Linked DNA regions of Mus musculus: all the other regions are linked to region 5. The links are chromatin contacts, called in public ChIA-PET, HiChIP or PLAC-seq and promoter capture Hi-C maps. All regions are on one chromosome and are shown on one strand. Each heading gives the region's core, a stretch centred on a gene start, on an enhancer-like site or on the middle of the called end of the contact. The rest is flanking DNA. Distances are from core to core; before and after follow the strand shown. Region 1 overlaps Lef1 (lymphoid enhancer binding factor 1). Region 2 overlaps Lef1 (lymphoid enhancer binding factor 1). Region 3 overlaps Lef1 (lymphoid enhancer binding factor 1). Region 4 has its middle 51 kb from the start of Gm36603. Region 5 holds the start of Rpl34 (ribosomal protein L34). Region 6 has its middle 22 kb from the start of Gm36603.

The links. Promoter capture Hi-C pulls out the DNA fragments that hold promoters and counts their contacts. HiChIP or PLAC-seq counts read pairs in DNA pulled down with a chosen protein or histone mark. ChIA-PET counts read pairs in DNA pulled down with a chosen protein or histone mark.
Region 1: a contact with region 5 is called in an RNA polymerase II ChIA-PET map of effector CD8 T cells, with 10 read pairs. The contact joins the enhancer-like site here to the promoter of Rpl34 in region 5. A contact is called at or near these places in 5 of 39 promoter capture datasets (the C10 cell line, cranial neural crest, frontonasal cranial neural crest and 2 more), 15 of 115 datasets of contacts at active chromatin or transcription factors (the SCID.adh cell line, bone marrow-derived macrophages, cardiomyocytes and 11 more) and 2 of 9 other capture datasets (adipose tissue and embryonic stem cells).
Region 2: a contact with region 5 is called in a promoter capture Hi-C map of cranial neural crest. The contact joins the enhancer-like site here to the promoter of Rpl34 in region 5. A contact is called at or near these places in 14 of 39 promoter capture datasets (the C10 cell line, the HPC-7 cell line, the SN4741 cell line and 9 more), 1 of 15 datasets of contacts at CTCF or cohesin (the NIH/3T3 cell line), 16 of 484 Hi-C or Micro-C datasets (the 63-12 cell line, B cells, CD4 single positive thymocytes and 11 more), 39 of 115 datasets of contacts at active chromatin or transcription factors (the 230-238 cell line, the SCID.adh cell line, T-cell acute lymphoblastic leukemia and 26 more) and 5 of 9 other capture datasets (adipose tissue, embryonic stem cells, liver and 2 more).
Region 3: an H3K27ac HiChIP or PLAC-seq map of thymic regulatory T cells shows a contact between it and region 5, with 8 times the contacts expected there. The contact joins the enhancer-like site here to the promoter of Rpl34 in region 5. A contact is called at or near these places in 8 of 39 promoter capture datasets (the C10 cell line, cranial neural crest, frontonasal cranial neural crest and 5 more), 2 of 484 Hi-C or Micro-C datasets (bone marrow-derived macrophages and nephron progenitors), 25 of 115 datasets of contacts at active chromatin or transcription factors (the 230-238 cell line, the SCID.adh cell line, T-cell acute lymphoblastic leukemia and 17 more) and 3 of 9 other capture datasets (embryonic stem cells, liver and pancreatic islet).
Region 4: a contact with region 5 is called in an RNA polymerase II ChIA-PET map of memory CD8 T cells, with 104 read pairs. The contact joins the enhancer-like site here to the promoter of Rpl34 in region 5. A contact is called at or near these places in 3 of 39 promoter capture datasets (the C10 cell line, cranial neural crest and pre-B cells), 1 of 15 datasets of contacts at CTCF or cohesin (the NIH/3T3 cell line) and 5 of 115 datasets of contacts at active chromatin or transcription factors (the 230-238 cell line, effector CD8 T cells, large pre-B cells and 1 more).
Region 6: a CTCF HiChIP or PLAC-seq map of the NIH/3T3 cell line shows a contact between it and region 5, with 7 read pairs. The contact joins the enhancer-like site here to the promoter of Rpl34 in region 5. A contact is called at or near these places in 6 of 39 promoter capture datasets (the C10 cell line, cranial neural crest, embryonic stem cells and 3 more), 1 of 15 datasets of contacts at CTCF or cohesin (the NIH/3T3 cell line), 13 of 115 datasets of contacts at active chromatin or transcription factors (the NIH/3T3 cell line, bone marrow-derived macrophages, craniofacial prominence and 6 more) and 1 of 9 other capture datasets (liver).

What each region holds. Positions count from the first base shown.
Region 1 is chr3:131,138,661-131,141,360 of GRCm38.p6, reverse strand. All of the region lies in intron 3 of Lef1 (lymphoid enhancer binding factor 1), which reads right to left. Among named protein-coding and RNA genes, the nearest start is that of Lef1, 30 kb to the right of the region's middle. Within about 2 kb of position 1,405, at least 56 of the 459 cell types and tissues checked have an H3K27ac peak or open chromatin away from gene starts, as enhancers often do. A contact at or near this core is called in effector CD8 T cells, where this site is marked.
Region 2 is chr3:131,223,126-131,225,825 of GRCm38.p6, reverse strand. Lef1 (lymphoid enhancer binding factor 1) reads right to left here. Exons shown (of 12, transcript NM_010703.4): 12 at 1,469-2,700. Among named protein-coding and RNA genes, the nearest start is that of Hadh, 48 kb to the left of the region's middle. Within about 2 kb of position 1,250, at least 3 of the 459 cell types and tissues checked have an H3K27ac peak or open chromatin away from gene starts, as enhancers often do.
Region 3 is chr3:131,206,774-131,209,473 of GRCm38.p6, reverse strand. All of the region lies in intron 11 of Lef1 (lymphoid enhancer binding factor 1), which reads right to left. Among named protein-coding and RNA genes, the nearest start is that of Hadh, 64 kb to the left of the region's middle. Within about 2 kb of position 1,378, at least 77 of the 459 cell types and tissues checked have an H3K27ac peak or open chromatin away from gene starts, as enhancers often do. A contact at or near this core is called in the 230-238 cell line, the SCID.adh cell line, T-cell acute lymphoblastic leukemia and 2 more, where this site is marked.
Region 4 is chr3:131,055,795-131,058,494 of GRCm38.p6, reverse strand. No RefSeq gene overlaps it. Among named protein-coding and RNA genes, the nearest start is that of Gm36603, 51 kb to the left of the region's middle. Within about 2 kb of position 1,449, at least 55 of the 459 cell types and tissues checked have an H3K27ac peak or open chromatin away from gene starts, as enhancers often do. A contact at or near this core is called in the 230-238 cell line, effector CD8 T cells, memory CD8 T cells and 1 more, where this site is marked.
Region 5 is chr3:130,729,050-130,731,749 of GRCm38.p6, reverse strand. Rpl34 (ribosomal protein L34) reads left to right here and starts at 1,352. Exons shown (of 5, transcript NM_001005859.3): 1 at 1,352-1,432; 2 at 2,448-2,521; 3 at 2,600-2,699. The coding sequence starts at 2,457.
Region 6 is chr3:131,084,163-131,086,862 of GRCm38.p6, reverse strand. No RefSeq gene overlaps it. Among named protein-coding and RNA genes, the nearest start is that of Gm36603, 22 kb to the left of the region's middle. Within about 2 kb of position 1,407, at least 120 of the 459 cell types and tissues checked have an H3K27ac peak or open chromatin away from gene starts, as enhancers often do. A contact at or near this core is called in the NIH/3T3 cell line, craniofacial prominence, embryonic stem cells and 1 more, where this site is marked.

The DNA of each region.
Region 1 (2,700 bases), core at 156-2,655, 410 kb before region 5:
CCTAAATCCAAATTACTGGACCCTAAGAGTTTAAGACATTTGGAGGTGCACATATGCACCTATGGCCATGAGCCCCTAGGAATACAACCCAAATCTGATCTTTCTTCAGTGGAAATACAGGCTTAGATGGCACATGCCGGACTGCAAGCTTCCGTCCTCAACCCTGGGCTCTACTCTGGAAACAGATCAAATGTGGAAATTCAAATATCAAGCAAACAAAAATAAATGATAGTATATCTCAAACAACAACAACAAAAGAGCCAGTAATGGGGCTGGTGACTATATGTCTGTCTTTGGTTAGATTGTTTGTGAGTGCTTGTTGCTTTTGCGGAGGACTCAGGTTCAGTTCCCAAAACCTAACATGAGTGGCTCACAACACCAGGAACTCTAGTGTTCCAGGGCCCAACTCCCTCCTCTGATCTCTGTGGGCACTGCACACACATGGTGTTCAAACATGGTGCATATAATGGCAGGTGCACATGCCATTGCGCACACACTGAGTCATTTTTTTTTTAACGTAGTAAGTTAGTTATTTTAAAAAGTGTACCTAACAGGGGCTGGGAATATGGCTCAGCAGTTAAGAGCACTGACTGCTCTCCCAGAGGTCCTGAGTTCAATTCCCAGCACCGACATGGTGGCTCACAACCATCTGTAATGTGATCTGGTACCTTCTTCCGGTGTGTCTGAAGACAGCTGCAGTGTACTCATATACATGAAATAAATAAATAAATAAATAAATAAAGTGTATATGACAGAAGCCAAGTCTTTTTAATTGTATGGCAAACAGAACTGTGTTTTTCTTTCAAGACTGGGTTTCTTTGTATAGACCTGGCTGTCCTGGAACTCACTTTGTAGACCAGGCTGGTCTCGAACCCAGAAATCCGCCTGCCTCTGCCTCCCAAGTGCTGGGATTAAAGGCGTACCGCCTGGCAGGACTGTGTTTTTCAACAGCACTAACAGGGCATGCCAGCATCCAAGGCTGTTTTGCATTTCTCTCTCACCTTGATCTACCTGAGTGCTGGCAGTCTGTCTCCAGAGCTTTAAATACTGCATTTACATATGCATGCTTACAGGCACGCATGCGCGCACACGTGTACACAGCTACAGAGGTGACTTGAACTTAGAGAAGGCTTAAGAATAGCAGTTTGGTTGGTACAAGGAGTTGGGTGTTGTGCCTTGAAGACTGCTTTTAGTTAGCAGTCATCAGCGGTGGCTCAGGACCCCTCTGGAGATTATGGAAGCTCTCCACTCTTTTCCCAACCCCTTTGGAGACACCGCTGAATATTTAGGTGGCTGACAGTGTGGGGAATTTGAAGGTGTTTCCAAGCAAGGACAGGAGGGAACTTGCTGCACCCAGAGCAGCAGGCATGCCACCTCGCCTCACTTCCTTCCTTGCGGGTCAACGCGAAGCCACTTACAACAACATCCTGTGGCAGCCTGGAAGGATAACAAGAAGGGATTACTGATAGGAAATGGTAAGAGACTGGCGTGGAAATGCTGGCCGCAGCCAGCCTGAAGGAGAGTCGGAGGACAAAGACCTAAAAATACAGCCTGAGATTGCCCCATCTCAGCTTCCTTTTAAGAAACCAGAAATAATCACACCTCTCTTGTCCAGGCCTAGGGCACACACCGCCCAGCTTCGAGGTTTACTCTAAAGTACAGTCATTAATGCTTTTTTTTTCTCTTTAAGACGTATGGAAATGGCTCTGCCACTGTTCTGCTCATTAACTCCACAGTAGGAAATAAAAGTAGCAGCAGACAGTGTGCACGGTTGTTTTCCATTTGAGTTTATTTAGTTTTCAAAACAGTGAGTCATCTGAGCTATGCAAATGAAAGTTGGGATGGCTTTACTCAAATGATTAACTATAGTTATATATAGAACACCCGTTCCTGAAATAGCAGCCTCCAGCTCTTACCGTGCCAAGATGACTTCCTTTTCTCCTGTAAAACCTGAAACCAAAATCCTGAAGGGCTGTGAGCTCTGCCACTGCTTCCCTGGGCTCCCATGGGGTGGGCAGGACAGTAGCTAAAGTAGTGGATGCAAGGCCAGAGCCTCACCCTGCCGTGCCCATGGTAACTCAGCTCACTGCTCTTCTCCGAGAGAGAAGGATGAGAAAGGAGACTGGGAACCATCTGGGAACCCTCAGGGAGTCAAATAAATGCACTGTGTCTTAGCTAAGGAACTAATAGGTAAAATGGATGCTATTTTAGAAGACTATCCTTAAAATGTGAGCTTTTTTTTTCCTGTCTTGGACTCATCAAAATACAGGTTGGCCCGTGAATTGAAATGCTGGCCAAAATAGCCAGTGACTATTTTCCAGTTATGCCTGATATTAGCCACAAGAAACAGGGCAAGTACAGACATCTTAAGGGGCTTTCCGGCTATTAGAAACCTGGCCACAGAATGCACACGCGGTGTAGAGATTTGCCTAGCATTTCATATAACCCTCAGCTTTCAATAAACACGCACACAAAACACACAGACCCACCACCCTCGATTTATATTCAAAATACCAAGGGATTATCAAAACCTCTAATTCGCCCCTGCAGTCAGTGGCGAGTTTTATACACTGGGTGGAATGTGATCCCCATTCCAAGTTGATTGTATTTAAGATGGGGAAAAGTGACTTTATAGAAGCCGATGCTCCAGGCAGCCTGGGACCAGACTGGATCCAGTTTGAAGAGAACTGTCAACTGACC
Region 2 (2,700 bases), core at 1-2,500, 490 kb before region 5:
GTTTGCTATACTATTGCTGTGTGCTGCGAAGTTACATTTTCCCTGCTGTTGGGATTATCCCATTATCTTACTCCTAAAGGAAAGCCGCACAGATGTCTCAGTGTTGCTCAGCAGAGTTTTCTACATTGTTGCAGCCTTAGACCCGAGCTGTGGAACCTGAGCTGACAGCCATAGTCATGAAACAGTTGGAAGGTCCCTCCCAACTGGACAGGTATTGCCGGTAACCCTGACAACCAAACCAACCGAAACAGGAGGGAAACACCCATTTCCAAGGATGGCTGTGCCAACTGTGACTTCAGGCAAGGCGAGGCTCCCAGAAAGGCTGTGCTCTGTGTTAGCTGCAGGGCAGGGAGACACATCACTTCAAAGATCAAACACAAGTGGCCAGAAGGATCTCTCCAGCCACAGGCAACTTCTGTAATCTGTCTCTTGGAGCAGGGAGATACAAGACTCACCTTCCCTAGGACAAATGCCCCCAGAAAGCAGGTTGGCAAATGACTGCAAATGAGCCTTACCCTTAGCTATATCTTTGATGAACATATTTCCCAGACTCGGAAGAGTTCCCATCTTCCTCCCCCCAGAAAAGTAGACCGCCATGTTTGCTTTCGTAGCTAACTCGCCAGCTGATCACCACGGCAGTCAGACGGAGCGCCCTGAACCACGGATGTTAAGGAGATGATCCCTGAATGGAGGGCTGAATATTAAACCTTTAGAACAAGTAGGACCCCGGAACATAATACGGTTTTTTTCCCTGGTTCAAGTTTAGGATTGAATGAAGAGGAATTGGAAAGGTTCCAGAGGATAGTAATGAAAATGATTAAAGGCCTCATGATGAAAGCCGCCAGGACTCGGGATTACTTAGCCTGGAGAAGAAAAATTTGAGGGGTGATTTAGTGGCAATCTTCAAGTGCAGCACGTGGAGGGTTATTACAAGCATGGGAGCCAGCTGTTGCCCAGCTGTAAGAACGGTGAATCTCAGTAAGGGATTTCAGTTAGCCAGTGACACCAAACTCTAGAGTGAAAGGCCTTGAGAGACCTTCTGCAAAATCAGATAGCAACTCGTCCTAGTCTAAGGAGGGGTAGTGGGGGAGGGGGTTATGGGCTATCCCTAAACACTGAGAAAGTTTGGACTCTGAGGAGCTGGACCACCGGGTGGATGACCTCGTTCACCACTTGGGCCCCCAAGGTTTTGGGGATCCTCGGGTTGAGATCCACTGAGTTCTGAAGAGGGAAGGCACTACGTGAGCCTCTCTACACCAGCCCGAGTGGAGCCTGTGACGTGTGGGAAGAAAGCCACTACTGCAAGGCTCTGGTGTCTCCCTTCTGACTGTGCTTCGCATCTGTGCCTGGCACAGGAGAGAGGATGCTGAGGTCTGCAGGCCTGGGAGGCAGGGGTTGCCCTGTGCACTCACAGGGGCTGCTCCTGGGCCCCACCGAGTCCTGGCCTCGGGTTCAGTTCACCACCAACTCGCAATTATGAGCAAATTTATTCTTAATAAAATGACACTTTTAAAAAAATGTTTTATTACAAAGCTTCTTTTTAAAAAATGCTCAGCACGTTAACTCAAACTGGAATGACAAACGTTAAGATGACAAGTTTGGGGCAGAGGCTGTGCCTTGCTATTTAAAAAAAAAAAAATAACAGGTGCGTCAATGCTCATTTTAACAACTGGCATAAATTCCCACTAATCGGCTAATAAAAACAGATACAAACACAGAACATTTAAAGAAAGAACAATTCAAGTGCTGGGCTTTTTACAGGAGTGAAAAGAAAGAGATTAAAAAAATGAACTGCAAACGGGTTCGCTCAAAGGAGATGTTAAGATCTGTTGTTATTTAAAAAAAAATCAGAAACTAAGTGAGACGGGCTGCCAAATGTGACCACCAACAGGAGTGGGTTTGGCTATCTCTTTAGCTTCATCAGACACTTCACAGGGCAGAGGCCACTGTGTGTCACAGAGAAGCCATTTACTGGACAAGATCTCTCAGGACAAAAGAAAAAAGGAAAAAAAAAAGAAAGAAAAGAAAAAAGAAAAAAACGTAAAAGGCTTCTTTTCATCTTGTTTTTATTTCAAACTCTTTCAGACCTATGAATTTCACTTAAAAGCTCAGAGCTAGCAAAAATATACAAGGAAAATAAAAATTAAAAAAAAAGTAAATTTAAAAATTCCAAGTTAAAAAAAAAGAAGAAGAAGAAGAAGCAAACACACACTTGATCCTTTTGTACTGTTAAATAAAAATTTGGATAGGAAAATGAAGACAGGAGCGAGAGGAGTCTTCCACAATTCTCACACCAGGATACCCGCTCTGGTCGCTGGCTTTCTAGTTGCACGTGACAAGGCAAACACAGCCAAGGTCCTGTCTGTCCTTGCGGAAGGGTGACAGGTCAGCACAGAAGATGCTGGAGGATCGCACAGAGACCGGAGGCAGTGCCGCTCAGTGGGCAGGGCCTGCTAGCCTTCTCACGGGCTGAAAAAAAAATTTTTTTTTCTTTTTCCGAAACAACCGTTTTCGGCTTTCTTTTTGGAAGTCGGCGCTTGCAGTAGACGACAGAAGGAAGAGGTGGCAGTGACTGTGTCTTCGGGTCAGCGCTAGCAGTGACCTCAGGGTAAGGTTGCTGTCAGTGTTCCTTGGGGTCAGCCGGGCAAGCTGTGGAGACAGTCTGGGGTTTCAACAAGCTTCCATCTCCAGAAGAGGGCC
Region 3 (2,700 bases), core at 129-2,628, 480 kb before region 5:
AAGGAAGGAAGGAAGAGAGAGAGAGAGAGAAAGAAAGAAAGAAAGAAAGAAAGAAAGGAAGGAAGGAAGGAAGGAAGGAAGGAAGGAAGGAAGAAAGAGAGAGAGAGAAAGAAAAAGAAAGATCGATCCTGAAAATTCAGGGGAACTCCTAGGAAAAAAACAAAGTGGAGGAGCTCCAGGCCAGAGGGTTGAGGTGGGAGGGTGGGTACCACTGAGCAGGCTGGGTGTGAACTGGAGTGTGAAGCCCCTGAATGTATGACTGTAAGATACCTATGAGGTTTCCCTGGAGGCAGAGCCTCTGCCCGCACCCTGCCCAGGCCTTGGTGGGTACACAGACTGGGCATTGCCCTCTCAGGACTGAAAGACGGCTGGGGTGATTTCACCTCTCTTTAGAGCGGTGCTTCTCAACCTTGCTGATGCTGTGGCCCTTGAATACAGTTCCCTCACACTGTGGTGACCCCCACCCATAAAATTATTTCCACCGCTACTTCCTAACTGTAGTTTTGCTCCTGTTGTGAATGGTAGCGTAAATATTTTTGGAGACAGAGGTTTGCCAAAGGGGCCGTGACCCACAGGTTGAGAACCGCGGCTCTACAAAGCGAGTAGGTTCTAATCAAGTGCTCCATCTGTCTGTCCTGGGCTTGCTTCTGAGGTGAGATCGGCTCAGGCAAGACAGGACCTTCCTACACCATGGGAGAAACCAAACCCACGTAATCAGTAGTAGTTCTGAGTACTTGTGGGCGCCAGAAAACCACTCTGGGGAGGGGAAGAGGCCTCGGAGGGGATCTGCACAGGAAGTGAAGAACCACACAGGCAATTGACTGTCACACAGAAGCAGTCTGGGCGGTGGCACGTTAGGGAAGGGAGACAAAAGGGTCCCTGTGGCAGCACCACGAGGCGGTGCAGATCAGAAGTTAGATGAATTAATTAGAGGCCCCGGTTTCTCTCCCTACTCTCTCACCCCATGCAGACCCAAGACCAGAGACTGTGAGACCTGGGTAGACCAGTCCTGGGGCTCTCTGCTGCAGCTCTTCCAGAAGGGACTACAGATGACTGTCACAGGGCCCTCCTCCATGGCAGAGTACTTTCTTGAGGTCTTGAGGGCCAAGAACCTTTTTTTGGGGGGTGGGGGTGGGGCGGGTTAGAGTCAGGGTTTCTCTGTGTAGCCCTGGCTGTTCTGAAACTCACTCTGTAGTCCAGGCTGACCTGCCTCTGCCTCCCAAGTGCTGGTATTAAAGGCGTGCATACTACTGCTGGCTGCCAAGAATCTTTTATTTTTATTGCAGCATTAGATTTCTTGGCAAGACTCCTTTGTCAAACACCCTCCAGTGGCACAGGTAGCACATGACAGTGGGGTCCCTCTCTGTCCCATTCGATGCAGCATCTCCAGGTCTTAATAAGCACTAGTGGCTGGCAAGCCCCGGTGCAGGAGTTCTTACAGCAAAGGAAGAAGAGAGGTGTGGAAAGCAAGCATTCTGTCATCACTAATTCACTGGACTCTTTCTGGATGGCCGCCTGGGTTCCTCTATGCTCTGCACATATCTCGTAACTCCCAGGTTTTCTCTGCACAAGACTGTGGTGGTGGTGGTGGTGGTGTGTGAGTGGTGACTTCAAAGACCATGTGGCCCATCCAGGAAACGAGAGAGAGAGAGAGAGAGAGAGAGAGAGAGAGAGAGAGAGAGAGAGAGAGAGAGGGGGGGGGGGGGCACGATACTAGTGGCTTTAAGCAGTAAGTGCAGCAAGCCAGGCTTCACCCAGCAGCTGGGGACTCGAGGACAATGGGGGGGGCAACAGCTGGGGGCTCGAGGACAATGGGGGACAGCGACTGGGGGCTCAAGGACAATGGGGGACAGCAGCCAGGGGCTCAAGAACAATGGGGGGAGCAGCAGCTGGGGGCTCTAGGGCAATGGGGGGCAGCAGCTGGGGGCTCAAGGAGAATTGGGGGACAGGGGAAGGTTTTGTTTTGTTGTAGTATATTCAAAGAAGACTCCTTAACCTTCAGGAAAAAAAAATTAGTGGCGAGAATCTCAAAGATTTCTGTGACTTATTAAAGAAACAGGCAGCTGAAGTGCATTTTAAGACAAAAAAATAAGCAGATTTTACATCAAACATTTTGTATCAAACTCAGCTTTTATATCAAATATATCAAGTATATAATATATACATACATACATATGAAATCATGATTACATATATAATCATGAAAGGTATTAAATCAAGTTCCAACTCTTAAGTACTGCAGTGCATTTCACACGAAATAGGTAGCTCTAAAACTGTTGAAGCAAAAGCTGCATTTAGTCCATGACTGAGAGCTGGCCCTGGGCACACTGTACTTCCGAGGGCCTTCTCCGTCATGGCTGGACATGCAAAGGTGGGGTAAACTATTCCTAAGCGATCAGCAATGAAAAGATCACATTTATAAAACAGGCGTGGTCTCCAGTGCCAGCAAACCACGGGTGGTGGTACATGCCGGTAATCCCAGCACTCAGATGGTGGAGGCAGGAGGATCAAAGTTCAAGGTCAACCTTGGCTACATAAGTGAGTTGGAGGTCTGCCTGTGCTACATGAGACCCTGTCTTAAAGAGATGAAACCAAGAAACGAACAGAAACAATACAAGGTGTGTATATGCAAGCTTCTTTCTAGGTTGTTCATCTATGAAGCCAGATGTATCCTGGGGCTGGGATTATAACCGAATCATC
Region 4 (2,700 bases), core at 200-2,699, 330 kb before region 5:
TAAACTACAGTCCTCTGTAACTTTGAGTGCAAAGTGAAGGTTGCTACCTTACCACTGTGCAATGAACCCCACCACTAAACCCACCTGTAAGCAGCTTAGGGGGAGGGAGACAGGCAAGCTCACCTCACTTGCCACTGAGTACTGCCTGGGTGGGGACCCTTCCCCACCTTTGAACACCAGGCTTTGAACTGTTGCCCAAGACATTAACACCTTTTCTTCAAGAAGACTCCTTAATTTGACTGTTCCCCTCAGGGAAGTCTACTTGCCAAAATTCCAACAGTAATTCTGGGCTGAGATCTTGGGGGTAAATTAGTATTGGATTTCTGGGCAATTTGCCCTAAATGCTAATGTAGAAAATGCACCTGGATTAGGACATTTTTCTTCTGATTCACGGATTCTTGGCCTAATTAAATGTTACAAACAAGAAGAAAACTGCTGACTTTTCTCTTTCCAAAAATAAGTCCGTAAAATAGGTGCTGCCTGGATCACAACTTCAGAGTGGGGGCTTGGTAACATTCACCTATGTCTCTCATGTCCCTCATGGCTCTGGGCCTAGCGCTTTGAAGATGTAGACATGTCACAAACATGACCATGGAGAGAATGTGCGATGGAGCTGACGGTTCATCTTGGGCTCAAACTCTCGTCCTACCTCTTACTCACTCATGGTGGATTCTTAAGTGAATGTTGGATCCCCTGGGAAGAATTCTCACTTCTAAAAGTGGTAGTGTAACTTTTCAGGGTTTTGGTAAGCTCTGAAGAAAATAGTATATATATATATATAAATGTTCCTAGCACATCTTCCTGTGTTGATTGCATGCATTGTGACTCAGTTAGGGTTTCTATGGCTGTGAAGAGACTCCACCACCACAGCAATGCTGATAAAGGAAAACCTTCAATTGGGGCTGTTTGACAGTTCGGAGGTGTAGTCCATTATGGTCATGGCAGGAAGCTTGGTGACACACACACAGACCTGGTGCTGGAGAGTTAGCTGACAGTTCTACATCCGAATAGCAGGCAGCAGGAAGGATCGGGTCATTGGGTCTGGCTCAGGCAAGCATCTGAAACCTCAAAGCTCACCCACAGTGACACACTTCCTCCAATAAGGCCACACCTACTCCCACAAGGACATTTACTGCTTTGTTACTTTTAAAAAACAAAAAACAAAACCAACCAACCAATCAACCAAACAACCAAATCCAAGCAAACAAAACCCACTAGCTGGATTTGTCCTGAGCTGAATCTGACATGTCCCCTGTGTTAAAAGCTTTGTAGAAGTGATTGGGTCATGAGGGCTCTGGCCTCCCATGGGCTAACATCAGTGGGAGTTGTCACTTGATGGCATTGGGGGAGGGTGGACAGTTAGGAGATGGGACATAGTTGGAAGGAGTGAGTTGATGGTAAGTTACCTTTGAAGAGGGTGTTGTGCCCTGCCACATGCCACATGCCCTCAACAGTGTCTCTGTCATATCCGTCTAGCTCTCCACAGCGCAGAAACAACAGATGCAAGAGGCCTCAGGCTGAGCCCCTAGCCACTGATCCCAAGTCTTTCCTGCTTTAAGTTGTGCCTTTTGGGAATTTTGTCACAGTGAGGAAAAATGATGAACATATTACATGCTTGGTAGAAGTCAGTCACTATTCATCTAGTATAATACATCATCTTAAAACATTTTCTGAGACAATTAAATCATTGTTATAGAAATTAATGTTTCTTTTAGAGCAGTGGTGAGGGGGGTCACATATCAGACATACTGCATATTTACGAATATTTTCATTATGGTTTATAACAGTAGCAAATTTTCAGTTATGAAGTAGCAACAGAAATTATTTTATGGTCTCATGGTCACCATGGCACGAGGAACTATATATATTAAAGGGTCACAGCATTAGGAAGGTTGGAAACACTGATCTAGAGCAAATATTTTTACTTCAGGTTATTGTAAAAGTTCATAATCTAAGACTCGGGTTAGAAAAATGAGGTTACTTCTTACTGAAAAAGATTATCAGATTAAAATCTGCCTTCCTTTTTTTCCTCCACAGCAAAGGTCATTAAGAAACGATAGATTTTAAGGAAAAAAGAATGGCGGCTCTGAATCCCCTTTACAACCAGATTAATATGCCGGGGTGGACACAGAGACCAGGCTGCCTATAGATTTCTTCCTTTTAAAACATTACTGAAGGAAGTACTGGAGCCAAATGAAAAATAAATCAGAATAAAAGATTCAAGAAGGAAACCAAAAAATACAGAACATAATGGTGACTATCACGCTTACCCTATCTGACGAACAGTTCTAAAGCCCAATGCAGATATTTAGAGCAGGAGCCACATGACAACACACAACAGTTTATACACCACAGATGTATTTAGGTCAGTGAGTCCAGAGAGGAAGGAGAGAAGTTAAAGCTTGGCTGAGGATATCATCTAGATGGCTGTGTGAAAGTATTATCCAGATTCTGAGTCGTTTTGGATGGAAATATAAAATCCAGTTATATTTGTTAAAGTAAAAACTGACAAAAACTGATAACGGGCTGGGGGTGGTGGTGGAATGAGTCGTTGGGTAAAGGCACTGCCATGTCTGATGGCTTGAGTTTAACTCTTGGGACCTAAATGGCAGGAAAGAATTGATATCTGCAAATCGTCCTCCGATATTCAAAAGCACACACGTGCACATGTGTGAACACACACGCATATGTGCGCACACA
Region 5 (2,700 bases), core at 103-2,602:
TTTACACCATTATTCGTCAGAATCTGTAGCGCTCCATGGAGTGGAACACTTTATTAACCATGTGGTTGTTAGCGGGTAGCTGATTATATCAGGGCATTACATGTTATGCAATGAAAACATGAATGGACTGGGTGAAAACATTTAGGTCATTAATTTGATGACTTTTTTTTTCTTTTTTTTTTGCTTTTTTTTTTTTTTTTTTTTTTTTTTTTTTGCTTTTTCGAGACAGGGTTTCTCTGTGTAGCCCTGGATGTCCTGGAACTCACTCTGTAGACCAGGCTGGCTGGCCTTGAACTCAGAAATCTGCCTGCCTCTGCCTCCCAAGTGCTGGGATTAAAGGCGTGCGCCACCACTGCCCGGCTTAATTTGATGATCTTGCCTTGGCATGTCTTCATTTAAAAATGAATAAGGAAATGTATTCATTCATTTATTCAAAACTAGGTTTGTCTCTCTACACCAGCCTTTATCCAACGCCTAAAACAGAGACTGGAGAGATTCCACAGTGGGAAGAACAGAGACCGCAGGCGCATGCATACGGACAGCTATTTGAGAGAGACCCGAGGAAAGGATATAGTCAGAGCGGTTTACCTAGTTTCTTGACAAAGATGGCAGTGATAATGGGCTCTTCTTTCAAGTCCAAGGAAGGTGTTCATTACTTTTGACAACATGATGAAAAACAAGGACCCATAGTGTAAACGTTCACATAGACATTTGGAGGTCGCTGACTCCCTCTGGTCCTCCTCTTCATCTTGCAGACAAAACTTTACCATCCAGGCAAAGTCTCAAATAGTCGTTTGCACACAATCATAAATTAACCACCCTTTATAGCGTTCTTGCTCTCTGTAAGACTTGCAGGTTAAGTGCTTTAACTTTGGGAGATCTTTTGATCAGAGCGCCACAGGGGTATTTAATATCTTCCTTTTAGAGACTTGCGGACTTGCCCAAAGTGAGATAGCTAGTAATTAGCAAATGCTTGGTTAAAAGTCTGTAAAGTGTGTGCTCTGGCTGAAAAACAGAAGAGGCCGGGAAGCAGAAGGGCCCGGGCTACCTTATGTACAGGACGCCATAAAGATTTTAAACCAGGTCTAATTACCCTAGGATAAAGGCATCGTGGCCCTTGTTTTCTCTTATGGAAGTGGGGACGCCTCCTCTGTCACTCGCTTTTGCTCCCACCAGGGACCCTACACCTAACTTCTCACGTGACGTTCCTACCGGGGCTAGAAAACGCACCCGCCTACGGAAGCCGCACTACACATCCGCCGCTCAACGCGGCGCCATCCACACAGGTTCCCCGCGTCCGCTTCCGTACAACATGGCGGCGCGCTCGCTGACGCGCCGCCTTCCCTGACGTACTTCCTGTCCGGCGCCGTCACACTTGACCCCTGAACTCACCCGCCCCTTCCTTTTCCTCTTCCGGGGACGGTGCTCAGAGGTATGGTGGCCTTCTTCTGCTCTGTGTTTTTTTACCGTTTACGATCCGTAGCCATCCGAGGCGTCAGGCGGGCGGGACGCCCTTGGGGTCGGGACTGTCGCTGGGGTCGGTGGTGAGGGACGAGGAGAGGTGCGTACCGGCCGAGGCCTCGGCTCGTAGACTCGGGAAGCCCGAGATCAAACCCGGCTTCCGAAGCGGTGAGTGGCCGGAGCTGCGCGCACCCTGGCCGTCGGCTACGGCGAGCGAGAGACCGAGTCGTGGTCGTGAAGCGCAGAGCGAGCGGAGCGCGGCCTCCGGCTGCTCCCCTGGTGCTGTCTGCCATGGTGGCTAGTCAGCGAGCGGGACGCGGCGGCGGCGGCTGGCTTGGTTAGGAAGATACGAATCAAGCAGTGGCGGCTCAGGGTCCTTAGCACTGGTCCGGGTCGCGCTTGGCGTTTGGGCTCCTTTTACGTAAAGTGGGTGTTGGGAAGGTGTGGAAGACAGGTCACCTGTAGCGCTTATTAATCAACTCCAGCCATTCGTCCCAGGGCTTGAGATTTAAACGAAGTCGCCTGTGTGTGAAGCTCTCGGGTAGAATGTTTGTCTGGCACGTTGACGGTCTGGAGTCCAAAATGCAGCATCGCTGCTGCGGGCTGGAGAGTCCTTTAGTAGCTGGTCTGCTAAGGAACGAACGAAGTTGGATTTGAAACAGCACGAAACCCGGCCCTAGTAGTAAACAAGACTTCTCCAGGACGCTGTTTTGGGACAAGACCTAGATTGTCATGACGCCTTACCAGCTGCCGCCACTGGGGTAGTTCGGTGTCTTCATCCTACTGGTAGCTGTATAAATTAGGGGGGAATACTGTCTTAGAGCCCAGGAGCTCTTCATCTCTAGTTTAAATGTGGGATTCTTTAGAACCGGGCCTTTGTAAGAGCACGGTGTGAATGAGTGTGTATATGAATGTAAGATATTTTATGTGGTGACGCTTTGGCCTTTATTATGGTGAAAGGTGATTGTGTTCTCTCTAAATTGTAGGCACTCAGGATGGTCCAGCGTTTGACATACCGCCGTAGGCTTTCCTACAACACAGCCTCTAACAAAACTAGGCTGTAAGTATCTGCAAGTTTGAAATAACTTTCAAATCGCTTTCTCTAGTATGCTGAGCTACTTACAATCTCCCTTCCTAGGTCTCGAACCCCTGGCAACAGGATTGTTTACCTCTACACCAAGAAGGTTGGGAAAGCACCTAAATCTGCATGTGGCGTGTGCCCAGGCAGACTTCGAGGGG
Region 6 (2,700 bases), core at 158-2,657, 360 kb before region 5:
TACAGAGCTACAGAGAGTGTAAGACCTGGGTTTTCCTGGGAGAAGTTCACATTCTAGCTGAAGGAAGCAAACACACACACACACACACACACACACACACACACACCAGGGAGTCTTGTGCGTAAGATTCGGTTACTTTTCTCTCTCTCTCTCTCTGTGTGTGTGTGTGTGTGTGTGTGTGTGTGTGTGTGTGAGACCAGAGCGTCAGAGTAGACCACTTATAAGGAAAAATGGTTTATTTTGCTCCCAGTTTCAGGGGGCCCCCATCTACCTTCTTTGGCTCCATTGATTCTGGACCTATGGTAAACCAGAAGATCATGGTGGATGGACCATGTAGAAGAGGAGATTGTCTAGGTATGACCCCTAAGTACGGCCCTTCCTGTGACCTCTTACTTGCACCTGGGACCCCACATCCCAGAAACCTCCCAGATAGCACCCCTGATGCCTATAGAGGCCCAGGCCGTCCCACCATCCTTGAATCCCCCCTGAAGTGGACACTTCTTTCTCATACTCAAGACTAAACTGAATTGTAGCTTCTAAGAGCAGGTGACCATCGGTGACAGCACTTTGATTCAAACTCAGGTCTGTTGGGTACCACATGTGTTCCAATCCCAATTCTCCTGCCACCCCAGGGGTGAAGTGTGCCCCACACACGTGCGGCGCTCAGCACGTCCGCACTGCCAGCGGGTAGAGATAAACGGAGACCAAATTTGGTCAGGTTGCTGTGGGGAAGTGGACGGCTTCCTGTTGCCAAATCCTGTTCAGGATTTGGGCCACACAGTGCTTTGATCTAAAAATTTAAGTAGACAAAGAATGAATATTTATTGTTTTTATGATCATTGTTTTATATAAAACAAATTTGGGGGAGTGGGAAGGAATAAATATTTGGGACAGCAAGCATTTAAATGCCAGCGGTTAATTTACTTGGCTACCTTGATTTACAATGGTAACATTTGGGTGGGGAGTTAAAAAGAAGGAGCACTCTTTTGTTCTTGTTTTATTTAGAATTTCTAAAGTCTAAAGGAATGTTTTTATAGCAAGTACACACAGTAATGGGAGAGGGAAAAAAAGAAAAAAGAAAAAGAAAAGAAAAAGAAAAAGTCACCAAGGACTTAGACACCGTTATGGAAGCTTAGGCTTTGGGTATGAAATGAGCAAAGGCTAATTTAGCAAATTCCTTTTTAACCTTTTTTTTTTTTTCTAATTTTCTTTTCTTCTTAAAATAATTTCCATATACAAATTTATCATTACAAGGAAAAACAGGGTGGAAAGAGAAGCTCGAAAGGACGGGAGGTGGGGGCTGGTAGAAGGGAGTTAGCTTTAGGTGACATCACTAGAAAGGGATGACTGTGGGTGGCTTGGGGGCAGCAGAGATGGTAGGTGACCCACTCTCTGGAGGGCCGCGGAAGGATGACTCAGAACGTTCAACTAATGCAGCCGGCGGCTCAGCCCTTTGCCTGGAGATCTGGCGGAATGACTAAGCAGTTACCAGTTTCCAAGTCTTAGGAACCTAAAACCCCCCAAATCACATTTAGAGCTGATACGAGGTTGAGCAGGGGTCATGAGGGAGGGAAATCATCTGATAGGCTTAGAGGGTCAGAGCCCGGCTCTCGAAGTCTCAGACGTACCTCTCGCCGCTATCAGATGTTATTTTCGGGGAAGATTTCACCCACACTAAAAATCGTCCTGCAATTTCACCACGCTCCAAGCCATTGCCACACACGCGTTCAAAGGAAAAAACGAAACAGCAAAAACAGCCTGTGTTTCCTAGGGTCCACCGTTTCATTTCCAATTTGATTTTCCTTATAGCTTATTTGGTTTACATCATTATCCCAGGCGGAGTGGCGTAGCTATGGTAATGCTTATAGAATCTGTGTGTCCCGCCCAGGGCGGCCCGGCTATGGAGCTGTGGGTCAGCACCCGCGCTCCAGCAAGGACGAAGATGACATCAAAGAACCTGAAGACAGAGCACATTTACTTTTCTGATCCAAATTACTTTGTTTGGAAAACAGTAAACACAATTACCTTAACAACAGAGCTGGGAGGCTTTGGGGGTTTAACACAATGTTTTCCTAGCGGGCGGGCGGAGACTGCCTAGGATCACAGCTAAGGGCCTACAGACCCAGGTGGCTCTATTTGTTTTCAAGTCTTTCTCCTCCCAGAAATGAGTTTGGGTAGCTTTTGATCGAGTTCCTTAAAATTAACGTTGTTTAGTTTCTTCATTTCAAATGAAATTAAAGTTCATTTCTCTGTATAAATAAGACCAAATTCTCACTGAGTCTCATTCTGTATCTTTTTCCCCAGGAAGTATCCCTAAACAGGTTTTATATCCAATTATAAACACATAACACGAACACACACAGAGGCATATACAGACATACACACAGACACACACAGACACCCAAAGGAACACACACACATAGACACACACACATAGAGCACAGACATATTCACACACATACATTTTTGCATTTATGGGTATGTATGTGTATTTTTCTGTGCGTATGCACACACACACACACACACACACACACAAAAGGGCATTGGATCCCCTGGGGCTGTAGCAACTTTCTTAATAGCTGAGCCACCACTCCAACCTCTATTGTTTGCCTTTCTGTTTTAAATGTAGTCTAGAGCTGCCTTTCACTGCCGGTCAGTATGGAGCCACTGTGTTCTGTGTGTTTGTAGCACTGTCCCCTA